Regions from separate parts of the Mus musculus genome. Here regions 1, 2, 3, 4, 5 and 6 are each linked to region 7. Evidence: chromatin contacts called from public Hi-C, HiChIP or PLAC-seq and promoter capture Hi-C data. All regions are on one chromosome and are shown on one strand. The core of a region is the stretch at or near the end of the contact, and the rest is flanking DNA. Distances in the headings are between cores, read along the strand shown. Region 1 holds the start of Nfkb1 (nuclear factor of kappa light polypeptide gene enhancer in B cells 1, p105). Region 2 holds the start of Slc39a8 (solute carrier family 39 (metal ion transporter), member 8). Region 3 has its middle 65 kb from the start of Nfkb1. Region 4 has its middle 8.3 kb from the start of Gm4861. Region 5 holds the start of Ddit4l (DNA-damage-inducible transcript 4-like). Region 6 has its middle 24 kb from the start of Ddit4l. Region 7 holds the start of Ppp3ca (protein phosphatase 3, catalytic subunit, alpha isoform).

Region 1 (3,457 bases), core at 631-3,130, 980 kb before region 7:
TTTTCTCTAAGCTAGCAAGAGACTCCCAGAAGTATCAACAGGGACCAGAGTTGCCGAGTTCACATTCCCATCAATATGTGTGTTCTTGTAGTCATCCAGTGGGGTGAGAAATGTTAAATGCAACAGGAAGCACAGCTTTTTAAATTCCAGGCCTCTCAAGTTCATATGCAAAGCAAAGGACTTCGATGTAAATAATTTACATATTTTTTTCGTGCATCAAACAGCAAGAGGTTCCATCTCTAGAAAGCGCAATATTAAAATCAGGGGGAAAAAAACCCACTTCAGCAAGGACCTTACTTTAATCAAGTTTCTCTTTTTAAGGTCTGACGAACATTAATGCATTTTTTTTTTGCCACCCAAGAACAATCAGCTGAAGAGTCCTCTAGAAAGCCACCCAACTCTATCACCATCTCCATCTTTAGTACTAACCACCAGTCTGAGCCCCAGTATTTGATGCCATAGCCATCAAATGTTAATAAACACCACAAGTTGTTCTCAGCCCTAAAACAACAAAAATTTTAGTTAAATATGCTTACTTAGAAAGCTGCAGTGTTGGCCTTTACTTTTAAAAGTTCATTAAAAAAACAAAACAGATTAAATCTAGATGATGAAATCTTTTTATCATTTGTCCCACTTAAGTTTTAGACTCGACCCATAAACAGAGCCAAGATTGGTGTCTGTCTCAGAAGACCGAAGGAAGCCTACATGTAGCAGAGGCGTCATGTTTGTATCGTTTTCTGTTTTGGAGGTCAGGCACAAAACATGGTGCCATTATCCTAGAGTTTCCCCGTAATCAAAAGTCTGAAAGGTGCTATTAGTAGGTAATTTCTCTCTCAAATGCCAGCCCTGGAGAATCGGTGTGAGGCCCTCCTTATTATTTTGAAAATCAAAGTTGAGATTTGGCAGCTGAATGCATGATATGTGTGTGTATGGGGAGGGGGGGGTGTCTATCTCAGATTGGTAAGTGGGCCCCAGGTTCTCCCGAGGGACTGATTCTTAGGAGCTGGGAAGGGCTTTGCCAGCCAGGAGGACTGACAGGCACTTCTGCTTTCATTTCACTGACCGCCCTTTGGTGAAATCTGGCTGTGCACTGCACCAAGCACCTTTCTATCTGTCCTAGGCCGGTGGCGGACCTCAGCCTGGCCGCCACCACCCCACCCCAACCCCGCCGCAGGGGCTTGGGTACATCTTTCTAAAACTTTGCAAGAGTTCCTCTCCGCTTCCCGTTCCCGCCCGCGGAGACGCCGAGGGCCCCGCCAGCCGGCCCGCAAGGCCTCGGGGCCGCCCAGTGCGGATGTGCCCTTTCCCCGCAGCCGGGGCCGCTCGATCCGCGACTCCTGCTTGGGGCTCTCCCCTAGTCCCCCCCCGAACCCCGGGAGCTTCGAGCCAGTGGGACCCGCTGCACCGTGGTGCGGAGAGCTGGCGGCTCCGTTCCTCTACCTGCCCCGGGGCTTACCCTGGAGATGCGGCGCGGCCTCTCCTCGCCTGCGGGCTCCCGCTGCGGAGCGGCGCGGACCGGCGGGAGCCCGAGCCGGGTCGGGGCGCGGGCGGGCGGGCGGGCGGCTCAGCGGCGCGCCATGGCTGCGGCGCGGGCGGAGAAGCGCGGGGCGGGCCGGGCGCGGCGGGGCCCTGAGCTCCGGCCTGCGCTGCTAGAGCCGGCCCGCGAGCAGGCCGAGGGCGGCGGCGGCGGCGGCGGCGGCGGCAGGCCGGGGGCGCGCAGGGCACGGGAAGCCGTCAGCGCGCAGCCGGGCTGCTCGGGTGGCGAAACCTCCTCTTCCTGCCCGGCTCGCCTCGGTACTTCTCTCTCGTCCTCTCTCGCTCACTCTCTCACTTCCTGGCTGGAAATTCCCACTGACGTCGAGAGAGAGCAGACAGACGGACGGACCCACGCGCGCGCGCACAGCGGGGGCGGGAGGTGGGGTCGCCTCCGGGGGTGGGGGAAGCCCGCGCGCCCCGACCCGGCGCCCCGAACCCCAAGCCCCGCGGCGGCCGCGACGCCCCCGGGAGGCGCCCGCAGCCCAAGGGCAGGCCCGGACAGCTGGAGGCCACGGGAGACCGGCCTGGTCCCCACGCGCTGGGCACAAAAGTCAATCTCATCTGCTTGTTCCCTCCTCTGGGGGTCTCGGCTACACTCAGATCGCTCCATAGAGCGGACAGGAATTTCGAGATCGTAGCTGAGGTTCTCTCCAGAGAACCATGAATTTATATTGGGTCTGGATGAAGTCTTCAATCCGCTCGATTATTTCAGCCACAGCGCATTGTCCGGCCTGTGTGATCATCGCTGTGGATGGAATTAGAGCGACAGTGAGACCCGCAGTGTTGGTTCACAGCTCATAAATCCTTATCCGGCTCAAGGGAGGTTATTTTTCTGGAGAGGCCTCCCACTGATGACCGTTTGCGAGCATTTGAGCGTCTTTATTCTTTGGGCAAAGTGCCTCCATGGGCCAGGAATGACAGCCTGGGGCTAGGTAGCTCCCAAGTGAGTTTTGACTTAAACCTATTTTAGAGTTCGGGGGTCTCACTACTGAGTTCAAGTGGAAATACAACTTTGAAAGGCCAGGGATCAATCAGGTAGTGAGCATGCAGTTTTATTTTGGTACTTAACCCTCCGCTCAGCGTTCCACTTATGAAGTTATAAAAAACCCTCTCAGTGGGATGTTGTTGAGGGAAACACAGGTGCCCCCCCCCACACTGTATATTAGAGAGTCTTTAAGTGACCTTAAAGAGCCCTGTAATCAACCTTAAAGCTATATCATTAAATTGTAGAGACCGTTTTGCCATCTAGAGTTCAGAGGCTTCCTATAGATGGAAGACAACGATGGTTGTTATTATTTATGGGACATTAGAAATTGTAACCTACGGGCCTGGGAAATGACTCAACAGAGTGGTCGTTGGGATCTTTAGCATTCCTGCAGGTGGGGGTATCTGTAACCTCAGCGGACAGTTGGACCTGGAACTCATTGGATAACTAACAAAGCCAAGCGCTGAGTGACAGAAAGTGACAAACACAGACCTCTGTGAGAGAGAGTGGGGGTGGGGGGGACAGAGGGAGGGGGAGGGGGAGAGGGCAAGAACTGTGTCCTTGTTACTATTTAGCACATTGCTATATAGTATATAAAATGATTCTTTTCCCTGATGATATAAATACAAAGCCTGAAAGCTCTGGTGAAACAACAAAGTATAAAGTGTTTGTCTTTCCTCTGAGGACTAGGTGGGATGGGGAAAACTCTACAGTCTGCAAGGTGGGGCAGTCCCATTGTCAAAGGCACATAAATAAGACTGTTACAAAGGTAGAGGCAATGGGATATACTACTAGAACACAAGTTGAAGACTGTTCATCAGCAAGAAGTATCTAGTTAAACTTCAAGCTCCAAATGATCCCATGGGATATACCTAAAACAGAAGCCTGTGTGGGAAGCAGGTAGACTAGGCTCCTATGTCTGTGGCAACAGAAACC
Region 2 (3,292 bases), core at 240-2,739, 840 kb before region 7:
CCAGATAAGGAGTCCAGCCTTTTAAAGGATCCACTCGTGCTCAGAAGCCACTTGCTCGTTTGTCACTAAAGCAAAAAGGGAGAAATAGACAATATACTACACTTAAAACTCCACTAAAAAGTTGAAGAGACTTTTTTTTTTTAATCAGAAACTTATCAGCTGGGTAGATGCAAGAGCTCCTTTGTGCTATCAACTTACATTTGGCCCTTTTGTGAGAGGTTTGCCCTTTGAGCATCAGTACCGTTCTGTAAATTAATACCAACATCGGACAGATTTTTTTTTTTTTTTAATTGGAAAGAGTCCAGCCTCAGGATCATTTAGTTCACTGCCTTTCAAGGCAGGGCTTTTTGTCATGTACAGGTGAGTGCTTCTCACCTGGGATCTGTTGATCTGAATTGCTTCCAGTCATGAAGAAATTATTCTCCACATTAAGGCTTGGCACACTTATGCAGAAAACTTCCTCCTGGCAGCTGCCCTGTACAGCTGCCTAATGCCTCTGGTGTGAGACGGAACATATCCCCACCTCTATCACAGGAAAGTCCTTCTGTTGTTCTTGCCTAGGCCCCCATCTTCCTAGAATCCAGCACCCCCGCCCCCGCCCCCCCTCCTGCCACACACACACACACACACACACACACACACACACACACACACACACACGGGGGGGGGGAGAGAGAGAGAGAGAGAGAGAGAGAGAGAGAGAGAGAGAGAGAGAGAGAGAGAGAAAGAGAGAGGGAGAGCGCCAAATTTCTTATGAGTAATAGTTTCTTTTTCCTTCTACCTTGTTTTTCTGTTAGCTGTCTGCCTGTTTTTAAACTTGCTGTTTTTAGGAGGGTAAAACACACACACACACCCATCCTGAAAGGCATGAACAGCACTTTGAATTCTTTTTCTGACAGCCGAGCGGGTTTCACTTTATTTCTTTATTTCTAGATCGTTTCATCCACCGGACACAACCTTTGTCCCCAAACACCACATTCACTTTACACAAACTTGTTGACCTGACACCCAACTCAGCTTTTCTTGAACCTTCGTCTGAGCAAATAAACATTCCTTGTGATCTGCGGATATCCCGAGCGGCGTCAGGAAGGGCCCGCGAGGCCCCTGCTGGCTCAGCTAGCCCACCAACTTGCGACTGATTTGGTTTCCTCTTTCTCCTCTGATTTTTAAGAAGTGAGGCAAAAAACCAATTCCTGTTCATTTTTGAGACAATGCAAGGGGCTCTAGACACCGTTGCAGGAAGCTGATTTCATGGAGGTCACCAAAAAAGTGGGCCGGGACACCAGGAAGGGGGCTAGGGATCCCACCGTGGAGGTGGGCTCCAGGGAGTAGGCACCACAGCGGCTGGGATGGCAGACAGAGAGGTAAGCGCCCCGGCGTGGACGCACTTGGGAGATCAGCCTGGGGGAGTGTGACACCACGTGCTTCAGGGGCGGGGACAACACTCTCCCTCCCCTTCTTATCTCTAAAGGGTGCAGGGCCTGATCTCAGAGTTTCTTAGAGAAAGGAGAGAGAAAGACAGACAGAGAGAGAGAGAGAGAGAGAGAGAGAGAGAGAGAGAGAGAGAGAGAGAGAGAGAGAGAGAAGTATTTTGAATATATTTGAACCTCAGGGGCTGACATAGACAGTAGAGGTGAGAGGCTAGCAACTTCTCCGTTTCAACTTGCCAAGCTCACAGCCAGTTGTGCAGAGAGGGTCCAGCGTAGACGCGGGAACCTGGGGACCCCGAGGGAGTGTTTCTCTGCAGATTTTTGGGGGGTGGGAGCTTCAGTCCCGACCCTTCCACGTTTCTGCGGCGGGAAAAAAAAGCCTCAAGACAGGAAGAGGAGTTGGGGTTGCACAGTCAGAGGATTTAGTTCCCCGAAGTGTGGCGCGGTTGGGGCTTTATATCCGGGACAAGCGAGAGTCACCACACTGTAAGCAAATCCTGGGGCTTCAGCAAACCAGGCTCCGGGCAGCTGGCCCCACGCCCGGCTCGGAGTTCGAGACTCTGGCCACTCAGAGCTCTGGGGCCCGCAGACTGCTGACCCAGTGCCCTTTATCTCTGTCCCCCTTTGTTCCTTTTATCTCAGGCTCCGCAGGAGGCTCCGAGAGGCCACACTGCCTATCGCCCTTCTGGCTGTTCTACCTCTTCAATGCCCCGAAGGTCTGAGACTGCAGAGCGGGGGCACGGAGTGTCTCGCTAACTGGGCCAGGCAGTGACGCGGGACCGGCGCACCCTCCCACCCCCACCCTAACGGCACTGACACCGGGGCACCGGCGCGGGTCCCTGCATCAGCTAGCTCCGGAGCTGCGCGCTCCACGATGGCTCCGGGCCGGGCAGTGGCCGGGCTGCTGCTGCTGGCGGCCACCAGCCTGGGACACCCCTCGGAGGGACCGGAGCTCGCCTTCAGTGAGGATGTGCTGAGCGTGTTCGGCGCCAACCGGAGCCTGTCGGCCGCGCAGCTGGGGCGCCTGCTGGAGCGTCTGGGGGCTGCATCCCAGCAGGGAGCGCTGGACCTGGGCCAGCTGCACTTCAACCAGGTAAGGGTGGCCCCGTTCTCTGCAGTTTTCTCAGATTCCCATCCCCAGAGCAGTAGCACCAGAGAAAGGATTTCGTGAAGTTTTTCAAGTTTGAAGCGGTCATTTGATCCTCACCGGTTGGTTCACCGGGCATTAAGGGACTTGAGTTAGAGATCTGGCAAGCCAAAATGAGAAGTTGAGCTACCAGAGGACTTGTTGATCTATAGAAAAACGGATAGGTCTACGAAGTAGTTGAGGGCGGAAACTCACCCAAGATATGAACTTTAGATAGGAATGGTATATTTAATTCTTAAGGAAAGAGCCATTTACTTAACTTACACATTCAGCAGTAGGAACCTGTCACCTGCGGTCCTTATCAGTTTCAGGGTGAGTGACCACTCCCATTTAAAAACACTCTTGTGAATATTGCATAAGGCCGTTAGGGCTGAAACAGCACACCTTACAGATGGGGAAACTGTGGACACCTTAAAACTCAGATCACCCCGTGATTACTGGTTCAGTTGGTGCCAGCCTGGGGTTGGAGTCATTTTCTAGTCACGTCATGTCATGTGTTTAACTCTAAAATTCATTCAAAATAACAAAACGTACATTTTTTTCAGTACATGCGTACCTAGTCATGTACTAATGCCTCAGGTTTAAGGGTGGGCTTGAACTTTATAGAGTAATTAAAAATCACATTTGTCTCAGGGCTTGGGCTATCATCTGGTGATGGAGACCGCAAGTTCTAATCCCCAGCCCAGCAAGCCATTAGAGGTGGCAATTAAATCAA
Region 3 (3,450 bases), core at 904-3,403, 910 kb before region 7:
GTGTGTGTGTGTGTGTGTGAGAGAGAGAGAGAGAGAGAGAGAGAGAGAGAGAACTGAGGCAGGGTACAGATGGTGATTATTATTTTCTTCTTTATGTCATCAAATTCTTAAAATAATAACACTTTTGCTTTGCAAGGAGAAAGCTCTATCTCTGAAAAAAACCAAGCTGTTCAGGTAGGAAATAGTTTTCTACATGCTAACTTTCTTTAATAAAACATTTTAACGAGTGTATGTTAGTACATGAAGACTATTTGAGGAAAATAGATTTACTTTAAAATTCTGTAACATTCTAAGGTGAGAATATAGAAGTTAGGGAAAGTTCAGTCAAAGCAATGATGAGGTATTATTTATAGAATACCTGCAGTGTGTTAAATGCTGTTTATCAATTAGCTTAATGTTCACAACAATTCCGGGAAGCAAAGAGAATTTTATTTCTTCCTTCAGCTGTCAAAGAATTATTAGGAATACTGTGTCCAAGGTCATGTAGCTGGGGGGGGGGGAAGGGGTTGGACTCTTGCTTTGTTTCTTCAACAGTATTATTTTTTTCTGAATATCACAGGACAGATATAATGATTAATTTGTCTGCATATGATAAATACTTTTATATGCCACCGTAGCTTAGTCCACAGTGCTCAGGTATTTAGTCAAGTATTGTAGATGTTTCCACCTTATGATGCAGTCAGGCCTTATCCAACCAGCTGAAGGTCTTAAATGAAACAGATAACTCTCTACCCTTAGAAGAGGAGAGAATTCTGGGAGCAGACAGCTTGTAGACCTGACTCCTTTAGGTTTCCACCCTCATAACGTAATCTGTAGAATTCTACAGTATTGGCCTTCCTAATGTAAGCTGAAAGGTTAACATCATTCTCCCTGCGTACATCGCATTACTGCTGTTTCTTGGGAAAATGCTAGCATACTAGTAAATTTCTTTTTCTTGTAAAACTTTTACTTTCTCCAGTTGAATGGTTAATAGTTCTGCTCCTTCCTCTGACTCTTAACTCAGAAGAGAATTACCTAATACGTGTGAGAGAAAAGATCAAAGAAGTTTTTTTTTTAATCCAGCTATTTGTATAGGCAACTATTTAATAATTAACACTTAGAAATCTAATTTTGTCATTTCTCCATGTCTACAATGTATTGTGAGCTGATTTAGCCCTGCGTATCCTCTTTCATCCCCTTGTACCCCTGCAGGCCAAACCCCTTCTTCCTGACCACTCCACTCCTGCTTCTCTCACTTACCTTTTGTGCAGGCAGCCATCGCTTCTGCATCCACAATTACATCAGCTGTGCCATTTCCAGAAGACACTTCTTCATGGGCACGATAGTGCCTGAATATTTCTTAGGAATAGTAGTGTCTAAGTCTTTTAATGAAATGAAATAGACAACTAGGACTTGAATAAGACAGAGAGGGCAAAGAGCTATGCAGTCATTCCTTTGTAAATGTTACATAGATTGGAAGATTAAAAAACAAAACAAAAATAAACAAGAAAAACCCTAAAACTGCACATGTTAGTAAACCTTTGAGTTTGGTTGGTCACTTAAAATTTTGTAACCATAGTTGAAATCCTACATTCCCACCCTGGATGCTGTGTTTCTGAGTAGGTTGAATGACTTCTTTCATCTATGCAGTCAGTGTGAACCCTTTTCCCAGCCCAATTCACACACATGACTACTTTTTTTTTTCCTTTTAAATTCTTCCTACAATTGTTTCTATGGCAATCGTCTAAAAGAACTATTTCTTTTACTTTTGGAAGTATATAATTACATCATTTCCCCCTTCCCTTTTTTCCCTCTAAGTACACACACACACACACACACACATACACATACACACACACACACACACACACACATTTATGGCCTATGACAATCTTATTTAAAATATCACAACTTGGCCAGGTGGTGCAATATAAGAAGAGCTGCAAAAATTTTATTGTAAAAGAAATTTGGTTGTAAACACTTTACAGCTTAAGGAGAATCACAACACAATATTTTGTGAACTGTGCCAATTGGTTTGAAGAACTGTGAGAGATCCAGCCGTTTGTTTTCTTATAAACAGGCCCTGAGTCTGCTTCTCCTTACTTTCCCATTACCCTACAAACCCTTTTGTTAGTCCTTTGTTAGATAAGCTTGTTTGACCAGGTGTAGAATTCCTGAAATGCTTCAACAGCTAAATGTTGTTTCTCTTGCAAACAAAGTCCTCTCCCTGTCCTTGATGCTTTCTAACTGTGAGGCTGAACCTTCGCCAGTGAGGAACTGTTACCATCCTTGTTGGTTAGGCATAAAATACAGAGACAGTCTGAGCCATGTTGCTACTCAGTGTCCTGGTTTGGGAATATGGCACACCCTTTTTATAAAAAGAGATCACCTTGCCAGATCACTTTCACCTTGCTTCTGTGCTTCTGTGTGACACTGAATACTCCTTTCTAACATAACATCCTCTGAGGTAGGCCTTACCATGTAGGGAATTCTCGTTTGCTATCCAACTTTTCATTCAGATAGTCCCCAGATAAAGCTACAAATCTGCAATAAGGAAGCCAGATTGCTTATAGTATTTGTAAGCAGAAGTTTCTGGAAGGAATCTACACCTTCCACACTAAATAACTGGTGAGAACTTCATTGATTGTGAAGAGCTTGGAATGTTACAGGTCCAAAGCCAAATTATCTTGGGCAATCTTTAGGCTCTTAACAGCTGTGTATTCACTCTCCTCTGTACCTTACAGCTTTGTTACCTTTAGGTTAAATTTTTTGGGCTGTGCAGATTGACACCTACCCCTCAACTCACAGGGTTTGAATATCATGACACAGCATCTGAGGCTTATAATAGACATTTCTCCTGCCCTGCTTTAACTCATTAATGTTTTCTACCAATGAACTTAAAAGTGTCTTGGTTTAAGACTTGCATTTTTTTTTTTCCGGTTACTGAAAAACCTTTATGATACTGTTTCTGCACTGGAAAATGGGATTTAGGGTGACTTAAATTTGTGTTCCCAGATCATGGTCATTTGTATCTGGTCTAGAATAAACTATTTCTCATCTCCTTGGAGGTGCTTTTGAGTCACACGAAGATATTTACAAAGATATGACAGGGAAAGACCATGCAGAGATTCATCTATCTTGTGTTCTTGTGGAGGCCATTTTAGATTTAACTAGAATTTGATCTCCTGGATGGGAGGCCTCATAGAACCTAACTCTCTAATCTAGGAACCTAAAGTCAAGATGCCCTAGCTAACTTATTTATCTTCTGTTAAACTGTCTGTTTGTGCAAACTTCCTCTTCCAGCTAACTGCTTATCTTAGCTTCCATGAAACTGCTTGCTTGTGCAACCTCCCCCTGCAGCTTCAGAGACAGACACCAGGATGTAGTTTTTGCCTTAAACAACCCCTCACTCTAAACACTTGGTGCTGTACTTGGGTCCCAAATACTTAAGTGTCGTCTCAGCTAGCTGAC
Region 4 (3,522 bases), core at 865-3,364, 890 kb after region 7:
ATTCATGCGCAGTAAACCCAGAAGTAGACAGTCATCAGTTTTCTCACCCTCACAGTCACCTCTCAAAGCGCCAAGCCTCTGTACCAGCCAGCCAAGTCAGCATTCTCCACTAAAATGCCTGTGCTTCCCCTCAGCCCTCCACCAAAATTCCCACATCCTTATCTTCATTCTTCTCTCTCCATTCTAGTCGCCCTTTGTGGATAATGGCCACACTGCACTTTACCTAGAGAATGCCCAAATTCATACCACAATTCCCATTCTCCAGATCCCCAGGGTCAGTCACACTATCCCTCACTCAATAGACCAACTGTTCCCACATTTAACAACCCTAGAGAAGTAGGTCATATCCATTCCAAAATATATTCTGATGCAGCATCATCTCCTAAGATAGCCCCTCTCAAACTCTTGATCTTATCTTTCAATGAGCTTCATATGTGTGTGTCTGTGCATTTCTCACATATGCTTGCATGGTTTTGTTTACATAGACTCGATGATAAGTCTCCTGCCCCTCTTATTAAGACTATTATCACAGCCAGACTGGGATCTCTGGATCCCTCAGTTAGCCACATCTAAGTAGCTATCCCCTCTGCTCCTAGATGTTCTTTCTCACCCTCACCAAACTTCCAATTCATCAAATTAAAACCCAGTATTTTCTGACTGGTGTACCCTGACTCAAATCTTTCCTTCCAGGTTCTCTTGCACTACAATTGAACCTTAACCTTATCTTTTGAAATAACAATCGTGTAAACTATGCTGCAGTGATAAACCATCCAAATATCAAAAGAAGTGCAGTTTTTGTTATAACACCTATGCTTTCTGAGTAGGCTGGCTCTGTCCTCCATGGTGTCTTTAGATGAAGTGGAGGCAGCTCTGGCTGGAGCCTCATGATCTGCTCACGGAAAGGATGTCAACACCACACAATGGCTTCCTAATCTTGGGAAGATCTAATCTGCTCCTATACTTTCTTCATCAAAGAAAACAAACTGCCAGCCAAGGGATAACTCTACCATGTAGAAAACCCCAGTAAAAGTGAAATAGCAGAAAGTATTTAGAACAGATAATACAATCTCCCAACCATCACTAAAATTATGGTACAATATCAAGACTATTTCCTGTTTTTATTACTTTTTTTCCTCCAAAACACCTCAGCCCCAGCAGGACTAGCATTTTGGAGGAGCTGTGTATGTTCCAGAATGCTAAGCAGAAGTTCTGTCTCCCTCTATCTCTACCCAATAGGTGTCATGTGCTCTACATTTACCCAACGTGTCAATAAAAATGGCTCCAGACCTTGGAAAGTCTTCCCTGGAGAAGCAAAGTCACCCCTCACTGAAAATAGACTAGTCTAGAGTCTATAGAGGGAAGAAGTGAGGTCGAATCATGACAGGATCTATGTGATATTGTGCAAGTTTAATAATTTATTTTAAAATAGCATTAAAAATACAAAAAAAAATAATCTCCTGCCTTTTATGGGGAATAAAAGCATTAACTTCAGAGGCAAAGCATACCAAGTTTTGCACCTTGGTTTCATTGGTCCATAAAACACTGCAAATGTTGCTTAACTCCAATAAACCTTAGTTGTTTTTTTTTGTTTTTTTTTTTTCCCCTCTTCAGCAGGAGGCAGTAACATTTCTCTTGCAATCTTCCAGTAAAAAGTCAGTGCATGGTTTTTGGCATATGGTGTATGCTAGCAAATGACAGCTGGCAGCAATGGGAAAACTTTCTCCAAAATACATAAAAGAGGAAATGTTCACCAAAAGCCTGACACAGAGACAAACAAAACCTGTGCCCCATTGTGCATGTGCACGCGTACACACAGACACACACACATACACACACACACACACACACACAGCCAAAGGTCTTCTCAGAAGGGTGGCACCACAGCCCTGTACAATACTGTCTGCATTTGTTTCTCCATAAATAAGATGTGTTGTCAAGAAACTTGAGCTCTGTGGATTTGCCATAAAACACATATCCTTGGATATGAGCAACAGGTTTTCGTAGCACTTTCTTGGATGTCAGCAGATTCTCACAAATCAGAGCAGCAAAGTGTAAAACATATGCCCTCAGCAACCTGCCAAAAACCAATAAAAGGAACCTGCAGAGAAGCCAAAGCTGAGAGGCGGGCAGCAGGCTGGGGCTGGAAGCCTCCATAAATTCCCATGGAGATGCACTTTCAGTGAGAGCCCGAGTAAACAGAACAGTTTTAAAGGATGAGACAATTCCTCATATGGCGGCTGCACACCACACAGTCGAAAACTGCAAAATGACAGGTCACTGAGGCATTTTTAAATCCAGTCTTTGGGGACCAAGAAAGGATGACAAGTCAGTTGTTTTGTGATTAGGAAATGGACCTCCCTGTGGTGGAACTGGCCTTTCATTAGAGAGTGGCATGTTACCATGCTCTCAAGACATGGGGCATTTTGTATCCAGGTGCAAAACAATTCTGTTTGCTTGCAAAGAAGTTCACAGAATAGTAACTATGAAAATTACACAGAAGATTAAAGTCCCCTTTATAAGGCAGCAAACTATAAATTCTATTTTCAAACTAGCATGAGTCATTGTCGCGTCTAAATAGAATAACCTCCTGGCTTTGTATGCTGTTTCTCCTCCTCCTCCCCCTCCTCTTCCTCCTCCTCTTCCTCCTCCTCTTCTTCCTCCAACTCCATAAACTCTTGGGAGACTTTCAAGTTGGTAGAAAGATTTAGATCCCAATACCCTAGAGACTAGAACATTTCCCAGCACTAACACAGCAGCACAGAGTTTGCGTTCCATCAAAACTCAGATTTCAACCCAGAGGGAATTGTAACTGAGCCCCTTTCTCCAGCAAAGCTGGGGACAGCCTGCTCAGAACATTAAGCTTTCTGACTCTGCTCTTCATCCCTCAGAAATCCAATGCCCTGAGGCCTGGATCCCAGGCATCGTAGGTGGCTCTCTTCTGCACCACATAGCTAGTGCCAATACTCCAGATCCCTGCTTGCCCCAGTGCAAAGGCAGCTCTCTCCTTACAGTGTCAGAGCATCCAAAGCACTCTCAGCAAAGCGGGCTCCCAGCTCAGACTCTGAATGCATCTGTCCTCTCCTCTTGCTGCATTTCTAATCCTGAAGTGGAAATTTGGCTTAATGAGCCCCAAAGGGCAGCCTCTGCCAAGCTTACTAAATTCTAAGGAGATAATTAACCAGATAGGAAAAAAAGTTTTAATCTTGCAAACATAAAAAAGATTGATATTGTATTATGTGCAACTAAAATTGCACAAGCAAAGCATCCCCCCACCAGCATTCAATAAAATAAATTAAAGGTTAGCCCCAAACTTAGAAATGAGTACCTGTGCTGGTCAGGGTTCTGGATCAGTTCTTGAGTATTTTTAATGACTGAAAGAGTACATACAAAGATGCCCATGCATGCATGCATTTAGTCAGTAAATCTGTATTCTGACATACATATTTACTGACCAGCCACCAGCTGGTTCTGGCCCACCAGAAATAATTAGTTTGTAAGGTCCACCGGAAGTTGTGATTTGAA
Region 5 (3,470 bases), core at 548-3,047, 950 kb after region 7:
TTCCTCCTGCCCTAAGCTTCCTGATAGCATCACTCGTTCAGTCAAAAAGAATGCTCTTATTTGAAATTTTTGCATATGGGTAAATTGCCTTCTGAGATAAAAGCCCAGAGAGTGATATAAAATTGTAGCTAGGTGAGCCAAAAGTAAATACCACATTCTAGAACTTTCTATAACTTTGTCCCGGTGGAAGTATGAATTATGCCTAAATACCCGAGTGGAAATGCTGCATTTTCTCTATTCTACCCACGTCCATTCTGATCACTTACTATCATAACACTAATAACATTCCTTGAAGCAGGGAGGACGCAGCTGTCATTAACAAGGCTGACTAGATAAGGACCAGCGGCTCTGTAGCAGCTAAAGGACCCATTCTAACCGGCTTAAATGGGATTGCTTGTTTTCCACTTTTGTTATTAAAATAGAAGTGGAAATCTGCTTTCCCCAGCCTATCAGCATCCCGTGCCTGAGCCTGCCTGACCTTGAGCAGTGCAGCTGCTTCGGGAGAGTTAAAAATGGACCTTCAAGCTGGCTTTAGTTTCTGTTGCTCTGCCTGCAAGTGTCCTCCCACTGATCTGTTTATCACACTCTCTTTACCACTTTTGTTGTTGTTTTTCCTTCTGAGAGTTTTTTTAGCCTGGACAGCGGATCCTACTTCTCAAGGCCCTAACCTGCAGGTCCTTCCTTGCACGTGGGGACCCAAAGTGTGCGGGAGTGGTGCTGGAACCTGGCCTTGAATGAGGTTCACCCTCACCCCAAGTATCTCGGTCTCTTCCTTTTCTGATCCACCTCAACCATCTCAGCAACCTCAGCAACCTCGCTGGGAACGCCCACCCATTGCAAACCCTGTGCCACTGGCGCAGGGCAGCAGGAAGGGTGGCTTAGTAAAGTTAGAAGAAAACGTTTGGCATCGTGCTTTTAGTGGTGTCCCAGACCCTCTGTTCCCTCTTGCTCAAGACTCCCCGGAAAGAGTCGCAGAGCTTATCCTAGCAGGACAACTCTTTATTCTCATGCCCCACAAGCTTTTTAAAGACCACTAAAGCTTAAACTTCTTCCCAAACAAGCCCACCGGGAACTTTTGCTTCTGGGAATGGCAATTGCTCCTAACTATCCTGCGGCTGGAGCAGGCAACTGAGATCCTGTTAGTGGTTTTGTTTAGTTTCTTGGCACTGGCCCTCTTCAATTCAAGTTCTGTGCCTTTCGAAGCCAGGTCTTAGAACAGGGCCAGGCTCGCCCTGGCCGCGGAGAAAAACGGTTTAGTCACAGATGTAGTATCCCCAAAGATGCCCCATTGATTCCTGAGTGCAGCTGAAGCTAGAGAGCCCTTACCACATCCCGACCACCTGCGGGGAGACTGGGTGCGGACTGGAGCTGATGGGTTAGAGTCAGAACATGGGCATAAAGGATGCTCACAGAGCACAGTGTCAACTAAGCCAAATACTTATTCAGAATGACACAGCAAAGTTTTGGGTCATGCCTAACAGGACCTGGAGCTTCTAGCTGCTTGAAAAGTTCCATAGCCAAAACCTGAGCAGTCTGAGCCTGGAAGCAGGCAAGCTGTGGGCAGGGGCTCACGCCAAAGAATCTAGGTTAGTGGCCGAAGGGAGATGCTCTTTAGGAGGGTGACCAGTGGCCAACTCAGGGTGACCAGTGGCCAACTCAGGAAGCAGCAGGTGTCCGCCCAAGGCGAGGCTGATCACCAACTCCCAGGGGCTTGCCTGGGCCCCTGCCTGGGAAGGAACTGAAAGGTGACCTGACCCTGCAGGGGCGGGCCGGGGCACGGGCCCGAGCGAGTGGCGCAGGTGGGCGTGCCGGCCAGGAGGAGAGGCGGGACCTATAAAGCGCTCTCCATTCGGGAGGCGGAGCGGCCGGGTGCAGCCTGTGCTGGTGGGCGCGGTGGCCCGCAGCCTTCGGCTTGCTGCAGGACTGTGCAGGGGACCACTGTCCAAGCTTCGGACTACTGAGGGGCGCCTGCCTCGGTTTACCCTTCAGCGTCTGGTGAAATCCGGCAGGTGAGCGACCCGAGGAGGCGGGATAGGGCAGGGTCGCTTCCCAGTTGTGCTGACTTTCCAGCTACTTCCAGCCTGTTGGCTTTAGTTGGCGCCTCCGCTCCTAGGGCTTTGTCAACTTGAGTTGCTAAGGCTGGTCCCTCCCTTTGGAAGGGCAGTGCCCGGGCTAGTTCGCCCTGGCGATGCCGGGACTCTGAGGAGCCTGTGCACTTCTTGCGTGCTTTTGCAAACTTCTCACTTTTTCCTCCCAGCGCCTAGGGAAAGATCCGTTCTGCTCCGCGAGGGAAACAGAGCCGTTGACCATGGTTGCAACGGGCAGTTTGAGCAGTAAGAACCCGGCCAGCATTTCAGAGTTGTTGGACGGTGGCTATCACCCTGGGAGTCTGCTAAGTGGTGAGTCTCTGGGCTGTCCACCTCTTTCCTATCCGAAGGTTGCGGGGCCCCTCTCTAGTGTAAGCGTCCCTGCCTGAGTGCGCGAGACTTCATCTCCTCCTAGAGACACAGAGGACTATGAAACCCATCTGAGATCTCTTTCTAAACTTCCTTTGCATTGTCTGCCCACCAAAAACAAACGTAAGGGGAATAATGCGTTGTTCCAGTCTGCTAAGAGGCTCTTGGGGATGAAGTTCCCTATCTCATGGTTGGAACATTAAGTGTACAGGCTGGGTGTGTTTAAAGACATGCGCTTACTTGTGTAGCTAGCACCACCACGTCCGTCCCCCCTCCCCCCCCCCCCCCAAATTCTCCCTTTTCTGTTTGCCACCTAATCCTTCTCTTTCCCGTCTCCAGAAGACCATCCTTCGGCATTTTGTTACCACGTTAGTTTTGCTTTTAGAATGTTAAATAATAAGTGTATATGCTCTTCTCAGTTCGGTTTGCTTTCCCACCGTGTGATGTTGTAGAGTTATACACTTACCTCATCAGTGAGTTCCTTTTCGTTGCTAAGTAAGATTCTATTATGAAATGCACCCACTGTGCATTAATGTCAGAAGAAAACTTGAACAGCCCTGGTTCTACAGGAATCATCATTTGCAACTTGAAACGTCAATTTCTAATCTGACAGACTATTCAACTATGGAAGAGTGGTGTGAGCATATATTAAGTGGCTTAAGCTCTTTAGATTTTCTTCATCTATAAGATAATATTATAATTCTAAATTTGTCTGTCTTCAATGTGGATAAAAATACAGATATGATTTGGAATCTATTTGTTGGAATTTAAAAAATAAAACAAAAAACAAAAAACAAGCAGTGCCCTCTAAGTGAGCTAATGACATAGAAAACCAGGAGAGGAGAGGAAGGCTCGTGGCCGCAGTGTGGCATGGCACCCGGCCAAGTAGTAGGATTAATTTGGAAGGTAGGTGACCAAATGCAGAGCTATCTTTTTTCCTCTGAGTAAACCTAACTTTGTTTTCCTGGGACTGTTTTGTTTTGCTCAGCTAAGAAAAACTGACCCAGCCCGGTT
Region 6 (3,049 bases), core at 397-2,896, 980 kb after region 7:
TAAAATACATATCCATACCAATCTATATGTTATCCCTGTACTCCAGAACATCACTTCCTGAAATCCCAGAAAGAAAGACACAATCTGATTCAGTTAGAGCAGCATTTCTCAACCTTCCAAAGGCTGAGACCCTTTAATATACTTCCTCGTCTTGTGGTGACCCTAACAAAAAATTATTTTTGTTGCTACTTCATAACTGTGATTTTGCTACTGTTATGAATTGTAATGTAAATATCTGTTTTTCCATAGTCTTAGGTGATGCTTGCAAAGGGGTTGTCTTAGGGTTTCCATTGCTGTAAAGAGTGACCAAGGCAACTCTTATAAAGAAAAACATTTAATTGGGGCTGACTTATTGGTTCTGAGGTTCAATCTATTATCATCATGGCAGGAAACGTGGCAGCGTCCAGACAGGCATGCTGCTGGAGGGGCTGAGAGTTCTACCTCTTGTTCCAAAGGCAAACTGGAGAAGACTAGCTTCCAGGCAGCAAGAAAAAGGACCTCAAAGCCCACCCCCAAAGTGACACACTTCCTCCAAGACGGCCTCACCTACTCCAACAAGGCCATAACTCCTAATAGTGTCACTTTCTGGGCCAAGCATATTCAAACCACCACAGGGGCCATTCAACCTCCAAAGGGGTCATGACCCACAGATTGAAAACCACTGAGCTATAGGAAGGAAAGTGAATTTTAGAGCAGTAATGATCAGCTGTTGATGGCTTCCTGGTGGTAAGGCTGTAGACTATTTATGACTTCAAATCAGAAAGATGAAATTGTATACTTTCTTAAGATTATTAGAATACTAATGGCTGAAGTGCATAGCTGCCCTGAAGTGCTTAGGAATACACAGCAGCATGCTGGGGCCTTCATCTTCACTGCTTAATTTGAATGCATAGAAATTACTATCTATCCTCATTCTGTAAATGAGGAAATTGGGGTGCAGCTGGGTTAAGTACATTGTCATGGGTTCAAGGTCTCAAAGTCAGCTTTGAACTTGCATTCTGCAGAGAAAGAGAAAGGAGAGACTATGCAGATCAAGCTGGAATTTCCCAGCATCAGCACATAGGAGTGAGTTAGCAAACCCATCCGAATTCTGATTTTAAACTTGTGGTTTGGGACTGTAAACAAAATGGCGTTTCAAACGGGAACTGTATTTTAAATTTATAAGAAAATCATAGTGAGTGAGACATTGTGGGGAAAGCTAGAAGTGAAAAGCCTGCTCCCAGATTCAAAGATATACCATCTGCACGTCATCTGTGTGAGCATGTTCACAAGGGAGGTACAGAAGCATGGCTCCAAAGAGACAAATGGTATCTCCTGGCAACACCAGTAATCCCTCTAAAATGACTGAAATTTGATACGTAGAGAAACTGAATTCTTAATTATAGGATCTTTTTTTAGATGTTTGGTATTTCTTCATTTCCATCTCAACAAATCTCCTGGGAGGTTCCCCTCGCACATCTCATACCAGAACATCTTGTTCACACATTAAAAATACATACCTCGGGAATGGCCGAGCGAGCTGTGAGTGGGTGGGCGTGTGAGTAAAATCCCATAAAACTGCCTGATGGGGTCAGAACAGCACTCCCATCAAGGTCTCTGCCTGAGCAGACATCCAATGCAGTGAGCCACATGAGCCACACGCAGAGAGCGGGCTTCTTGGCTGACACATGGGGCTTGGTTTTTAGCATCTCTTTAGTGCCAGCTGCTGTGCTCAGCATTTCACAGAGTTTATCCTGCTATTGCTCACAAAAGGCATTATGAGATGATCCAGAAGGGCAGTGCAGAACACACATTTTGAGCTAGAATTCGTACTCTAGGCTTAATGATTATGAATTGTTGTGTTTTGGAGCCCAATATTTAGCCTCTTCATGGTCAGCTTACAGATCTGAAAAATTTTGCCCCTGCCTTCGTAGGGCGGTGAGATAGATATGTGGTATAGATAAACAATATTGGTTCTTACCACTGAGATCTCAATCCAGGCTCCCTAAGTTCCAACCCCACCTCCACTTCTATGTCATTGTAAGCAAGTAACTTTGTCTCATAGACATAGAATCTTGTCACCTGTAAACAGAATTGACAACACTACACACTGGGGCTATTTATGATTTAAGTAGATTAATATAAAAGTGTTTAGACTAGTGCCTGGCATATATAAACACTCAACAGTCATTGGCTGTTTTACACATTTTGTAGATGAGGAAAGAGCTTTGTACACTCAGATTATCTACCAGTGAGTGGGGTCCAGGGTTCAACCGCAGACAGAATGACTCCAATGGCCTAACCTACTTTAAGTGACTGCCAGAAAATCCTGAGATTATCAACAAATTAAATCTAGCAAAATATTTTTACATTATTATAACCTTAAACAGTTGTTTGCCTATCATTGAATAAAAGCTATTCAATTCTGTGGGTAGAAAGATGGTTCAGTGGGTAGGGGCACTTGCTGCTTTCTTAGAAGGCCTGACTGTGCCCAGAATCTACAGAGGTGTTTCAAATCCAACCGGTCACTCTAGTTACAGGGTGATCTGACACTCTCTTCTGGCCTCACTGGGCATCTGCACACACATCATACATCACACACACACACACATACACACACACACATCACGTATACTGAAAAATAAAAAATAAAAAGTTATCCACTTCTAAGTATATTTCCTCATTTCCAAAATGAGGGAAATCACTAAATCCAAACAGGAAATATTCAGGAAATTTTCTCTTTTAAGCAGGGGTTATACTTGGCATGAATGTTTTCAGAAAATCCTCAAAATGGCTGTTCCTGTATCTTTTCTCAGCTATTGTATCCCAAATCTCTTTATATCTTGTACCAAATCTCTTTATAGACTCTGATTTCTGATTTTCCCTTTCTTTGTCCTGAAAAGGGGCTGGAGGCTTGCCCAGAATAAAACAGTGTGCACTGAAAAGAGCACGTTTTGTAGTTCAATAAACATTGGCGAATTTATGTAAAAGAGTACATGGCTTTGTGAGTGTTACAGCGCTCTCCTTGTTCCCCTTTCAAGTTGCTTCCCTTCTCCAGAGAGAGCCATGA
Region 7 (3,087 bases), core at 280-2,779:
CGGATGGGATGTGACCATCCACTCCATCTCTCCTTTTGACTGGCAGGCTAGCCTTCTCACATCCTCTGTCCTAAAATCCTTGAGGCTACCTAGTTGTCATGCCCCAGAGCCACCAATTTGCTATTAAATTTGTATTTTTTTGGACTTGAGTTTCATCTAATCCCTGTGGCCAGATCAGTTCTCCTGGCTCCATCTCCTAGCTTCCTAAACTCCCCCCCCCGCCCCCTCCCAAGACAGTCCTGGCTGTCCTGGGACTCAGTCTGTAGACCAGACTGGCCTGGAACTTACAGAGCTCCTCCTGCCTCTGCCTCCCAGATGCTGGGACTAATGGAGTGTGCCTCCAGCAGCTTCCCACACCTTTTTGTAGGCCCTTTATTAAGCTTACAGTCCAATTCAGGAAATACGAAAACCCTGATACTGAAGGAATTTGAAAATAAAACAGGAAGGACAAGGGTGAGAAATTTATTCAGCTCTCTTCATAATTTCCTTGCTGGTCCTTGGGGTTGTGGTAGGCCAGGGGGAGGGCTGTGCCCAGAAGATATTTTGTTTGTTTGTTTGTTTGTTTTTTCGAGGCAGGGTTTCTCGGTATAGCTCTAGCTGTCCTGGAACTCAGGAGGCAGAAGATATTTTGAAGAGCATTTCATACACGGTCCCTTATTTTCCTTCTTATGAGGGACTTGTGAGAAACTGCAACAAGCCAAGGCCCTACATGCATCTTGATCACTGAGTGACTGACTGGAAGGAACAGGAAGAAATTTAGTGTCACCTATCGCCACCAGTGACTGCTAGCTCCTGTGAACAGGGAAAAGGCGACCTCTCCCGAGTCTTTCTGACTCCTCTTATCTCCTAGGGCATCCAGGGTCACTGAGCACAGCCAGGGTCGCATAGGCTCCAGTCTGTTCCCATCCACCTTGGATAGCTAGCCAGCCAGCCACCGCGTCCCGCAGCGCCCCAAACACACTTTCGTTTCTTCCCGTGAAGTTGTGCACGCGTCCTAACCACCCCACCATCAGTAATCCCCGTCCACCTAGCTCAGGCAGAGCTGCCTCCCCAAGGTAAGCTGTTTACTCGTCGCCTTCCTTGGCGATCCTCCCTGGACAGCTGCGGCAGCGACAGCAGCTGCGCCGCGGCCGGGAGCGTCCGGCGCTCCTCCTTCCTCGGTCTCCGAACTCACTACTGCGGGCCACTCACACACTCGGAGCGGCCGAGACCCACCCGGGAGTGTGTGCAGGACTTCGGGAGTGGGCAGGCGCGGGGGCACGCAGCAGCCCAGCTCCTCCCGGCCCCTACTCCCAGTCCAGCCTCCCTCCTCCCTGCCCACTCCAGTGACACTTGAGCGGTCACAGGGCGGTGGAGGCAGCAGGCCCACGGGACTGACTGGCACCCTGAAGAAAACAGAGCAGGGGGCGGGGCGGTCACCCAGACCACCGCCTTAGCGATGAGGGACGCGCTCTCCAGCCAATGAGCTTGCGAGGTGCAACGTGGGGCGGGCCCTAAGGCGGACCCCGAGGAGGAGGTGGCCAGGGCGCTGGAGGCGGGGGCGGTGAGGAGGAAGGGGAGGAGGCGGAGGCGGGCGCGGTGGTGGCGGCGGCCGGCGCGGCGGCGGAGGCGAGGTTGTGCCCCGGACTGTGTCCACCGAGCTCAGCGGCTGTTGCCTGTGCGTGGAGAAGCAGCGGCGCCGCGAGGCAGAGGAGGATCGCGGACGAGCGCGGCGGCGGGACGTCTACGGCTGCCGCGGCCCCGGCGGCGCCCGGCGACAATCGGCGTGGGGAAGCAGCGGCGGCCGCAGCGGCAGCCGCCTCTCCAGCACCGGGAAGCCGAGGCGCGGCTGGCGGCGCTGACATCCGCGGCCCTGCCTCTCCTCCCTCGCCCCCGGCCCTCCCCATGTGATCGGTCTTAATCCCGACCGTGTGCGCGCGTGGGGGCTCCATTGCGCGGCGCCCGGTGTCGGTGCCGGGGTGGGTGCTCGCGTGTGCTTCTCCTCCCCATCCCCCGCCCCGTCCCCAAGAATAAAAGAAGAACCGGGAGGCGTGCTCAGAAAATAAATAAATAACCAGCACACACGCGCAGCCCGGAGCGAGGCGGCGGGGCTGGCGGCGGCGGAGGAGGAGTGAAGGCGGCGGCGGCGGAGGAGGGACGCGCGGAGCCGGCAGTAACTTTCGAGCCAGCCCAGAGCCCAGAGCTCCAGCCGAGCGGTTTGCAGCGCGGCGGCGGCGGCGCTGAGTGTCTGGCCCGCCGGTGCGGTCGGGGTGTGCAGTCGGACGGGACGAGCAGCGCGTCGCTGTCCCCCCCTCCCGGTGGCTGGAGATGTCCGAGCCCAAGGCGATTGATCCCAAGTTGTCGACGACCGACAGGGTGGTGAAAGGTAAGCGCAGCGCCGCGTCGGCCCGGGGTGCACCGAGTGCCGCAGGCGACTGTCCTCCCCTCCCCCGCCCCGGTCGTCCCTCTCCGGCTAGCGCCGGGGACCTTCTAGGATCTCCTGCAAGAGGCGATCCCTTCCTTCGCCGCGCCCTGCCCCCACACCGCCCACCCGGCCCTAATCGGGGCATTTATTTTTATTTATGTATTTATTTGTTTGTTTTCGTGGACGGGGGGCAGCAGTTGGCAAATGGCTGAGTGGCTGGGAGGCGGTGGCGGGGGTGGCGGTGGCGGGAGGGGGCGCCCGGGGGGGGGGGTGACTGCTGGCAGGGTGTAGCTGCTGTGACAGAAATAGGAAGTGGGTGGCTGCTCGCGGGCTTGCATGGGATCGGGTTTATGGTTTGCTCTTTGTAGAGGGAGGGGAGGTGATTTATGGCTTTTAAAAAATTAATAGGGCATTTTAATGTGGCCATGGCTTGCCGCGGACTGGCTCGCCCCGGCACATTGCTCCAGGCGCTCCATTGCAGCAGTTCCCTGGGCGCCCCCTCCCCCTCCGCGGGAAGGGCCTGCACAGGACTCGCGAGAGAGCGGGAGAGCGTGGGGGGAGCCCAGCTCCGGCTGCCGCGCGCCGCGGGGGCGGGGGGACCGGGGCCGCGTGGGGGCAGCTCCAGGCGGGGGACGACCGGAGCCCCCGCTGCCGCCCCGGGATTTCCCCGCAGGCCTGGAGCG

Evidence for each region. Promoter capture Hi-C pulls out the DNA fragments that hold promoters and counts their contacts. A called contact is a pair of places that touch in the nucleus more often than the background predicts. HiChIP or PLAC-seq counts read pairs in DNA pulled down with a chosen protein or histone mark.
Region 1: an H3K27ac HiChIP or PLAC-seq map of bone marrow-derived dendritic cells shows a contact between it and region 7, with 5 times the contacts expected there. The contact joins the promoter of Nfkb1 here to the promoter of Ppp3ca in region 7. A contact is called at or near these places in 5 of 39 promoter capture datasets (hippocampal neurons, liver, pre-B cells and 1 more), 3 of 484 Hi-C or Micro-C datasets (B cells, cardiomyocytes and embryonic stem cells), 5 of 115 datasets of contacts at active chromatin or transcription factors (bone marrow-derived dendritic cells, embryonic stem cells, extraembryonic endoderm stem cells and 1 more) and 1 of 9 other capture datasets (adipose tissue).
Region 2: a contact with region 7 is called in an H3K4me3 HiChIP or PLAC-seq map of stem cell-derived neural progenitor cells, with 46 read pairs. The contact joins the promoter of Slc39a8 here to the promoter of Ppp3ca in region 7. A contact is called at or near these places in 7 of 39 promoter capture datasets (the C10 cell line, the SN4741 cell line, cranial neural crest and 4 more), 3 of 484 Hi-C or Micro-C datasets (B cells, Th1 cells and colorectal tumor organoids), 15 of 115 datasets of contacts at active chromatin or transcription factors (astrocytes, bone marrow-derived macrophages, cardiomyocytes and 9 more) and 2 of 9 other capture datasets (liver and macrophages).
Region 3: an H3K27ac HiChIP or PLAC-seq map of extraembryonic endoderm stem cells shows a contact between it and region 7, with 5 times the contacts expected there. The contact joins the enhancer-like site here to the promoter of Ppp3ca in region 7. A contact is called at or near these places in 1 of 484 Hi-C or Micro-C datasets (the N1E-115 cell line) and 6 of 115 datasets of contacts at active chromatin or transcription factors (bone marrow-derived macrophages, embryonic limb bud, extraembryonic endoderm stem cells and 3 more).
Region 4: a contact with region 7 is called in a promoter capture Hi-C map of hippocampal neurons, with 13 times the contacts expected there. The contact joins the enhancer-like site here to the promoter of Ppp3ca in region 7. A contact is called at or near these places in 3 of 39 promoter capture datasets (the 3T3-L1 cell line and hippocampal neurons), 7 of 484 Hi-C or Micro-C datasets (cerebral cortex, cortical neurons and uterus) and 7 of 115 datasets of contacts at active chromatin or transcription factors (astrocytes, embryonic forebrain, embryonic limb bud and 4 more).
Region 5: a Hi-C map of cerebral cortex shows a contact between it and region 7, with 2.9 times the contacts expected there. The contact joins the promoter of Ddit4l here to the promoter of Ppp3ca in region 7. A contact is called at or near these places in 5 of 39 promoter capture datasets (the 3T3-L1 cell line, frontonasal cranial neural crest, maxillary cranial neural crest and 2 more), 8 of 484 Hi-C or Micro-C datasets (Sertoli cells, cerebral cortex, cortical neurons and 2 more), 10 of 115 datasets of contacts at active chromatin or transcription factors (astrocytes, bone marrow-derived macrophages, embryonic forebrain and 7 more) and 1 of 9 other capture datasets (embryonic stem cells).
Region 6: a promoter capture Hi-C map of hippocampal neurons shows a contact between it and region 7, with 6 times the contacts expected there. The contact joins the enhancer-like site here to the promoter of Ppp3ca in region 7. A contact is called at or near these places in 3 of 39 promoter capture datasets (the 3T3-L1 cell line, hippocampal neurons and second pharyngeal arch cranial neural crest) and 7 of 115 datasets of contacts at active chromatin or transcription factors (embryonic forebrain, embryonic hindbrain, embryonic limb bud and 4 more).

Annotation. Positions count from the first base shown.
Region 1 is chr3:135,689,667-135,693,123 of GRCm38.p6, forward strand. It overlaps Nfkb1 (nuclear factor of kappa light polypeptide gene enhancer in B cells 1, p105), which reads right to left and starts at 1,881. Exons shown (of 25, transcript NM_008689.2): 1 at 1,457-1,881.
Region 2 is chr3:135,824,168-135,827,459 of GRCm38.p6, forward strand. Slc39a8 (solute carrier family 39 (metal ion transporter), member 8) reads left to right here and starts at 1,490. Exons shown (of 9, transcript NM_001135149.1): 1 at 1,490-1,633; 2 at 2,073-2,523. The coding sequence starts at 2,305.
Region 3 is chr3:135,754,813-135,758,262 of GRCm38.p6, forward strand. No RefSeq gene overlaps it. Among named protein-coding and RNA genes, the nearest start is that of Nfkb1, 65 kb to the left of the region's middle. Within about 2 kb of position 2,154, at least 14 of the 459 cell types and tissues checked have an H3K27ac peak or open chromatin away from gene starts, as enhancers often do. A contact at or near this core is called in extraembryonic endoderm stem cells, where this site is marked.
Region 4 is chr3:137,559,212-137,562,733 of GRCm38.p6, forward strand. No RefSeq gene overlaps it. Among named protein-coding and RNA genes, the nearest start is that of Gm4861, 8.3 kb to the left of the region's middle. Within about 2 kb of position 2,115, at least 41 of the 459 cell types and tissues checked have an H3K27ac peak or open chromatin away from gene starts, as enhancers often do. A contact at or near this core is called in cerebral cortex, cortical neurons, forebrain and 2 more, where this site is marked.
Region 5 is chr3:137,621,875-137,625,344 of GRCm38.p6, forward strand. Ddit4l (DNA-damage-inducible transcript 4-like) reads left to right here and starts at 1,798. Exons shown (of 3, transcript NM_030143.4): 1 at 1,798-2,009; 2 at 2,258-2,399. The coding sequence starts at 2,309.
Region 6 is chr3:137,646,360-137,649,408 of GRCm38.p6, forward strand. No RefSeq gene overlaps it. Among named protein-coding and RNA genes, the nearest start is that of Ddit4l, 24 kb to the left of the region's middle. Within about 2 kb of position 1,647, at least 35 of the 459 cell types and tissues checked have an H3K27ac peak or open chromatin away from gene starts, as enhancers often do. A contact at or near this core is called in embryonic limb bud, forebrain and hippocampal neurons, where this site is marked.
Region 7 is chr3:136,668,537-136,671,623 of GRCm38.p6, forward strand. Ppp3ca (protein phosphatase 3, catalytic subunit, alpha isoform) reads left to right here and starts at 1,530. Exons shown (of 14, transcript NM_008913.5): 1 at 1,530-2,365. The coding sequence starts at 2,308.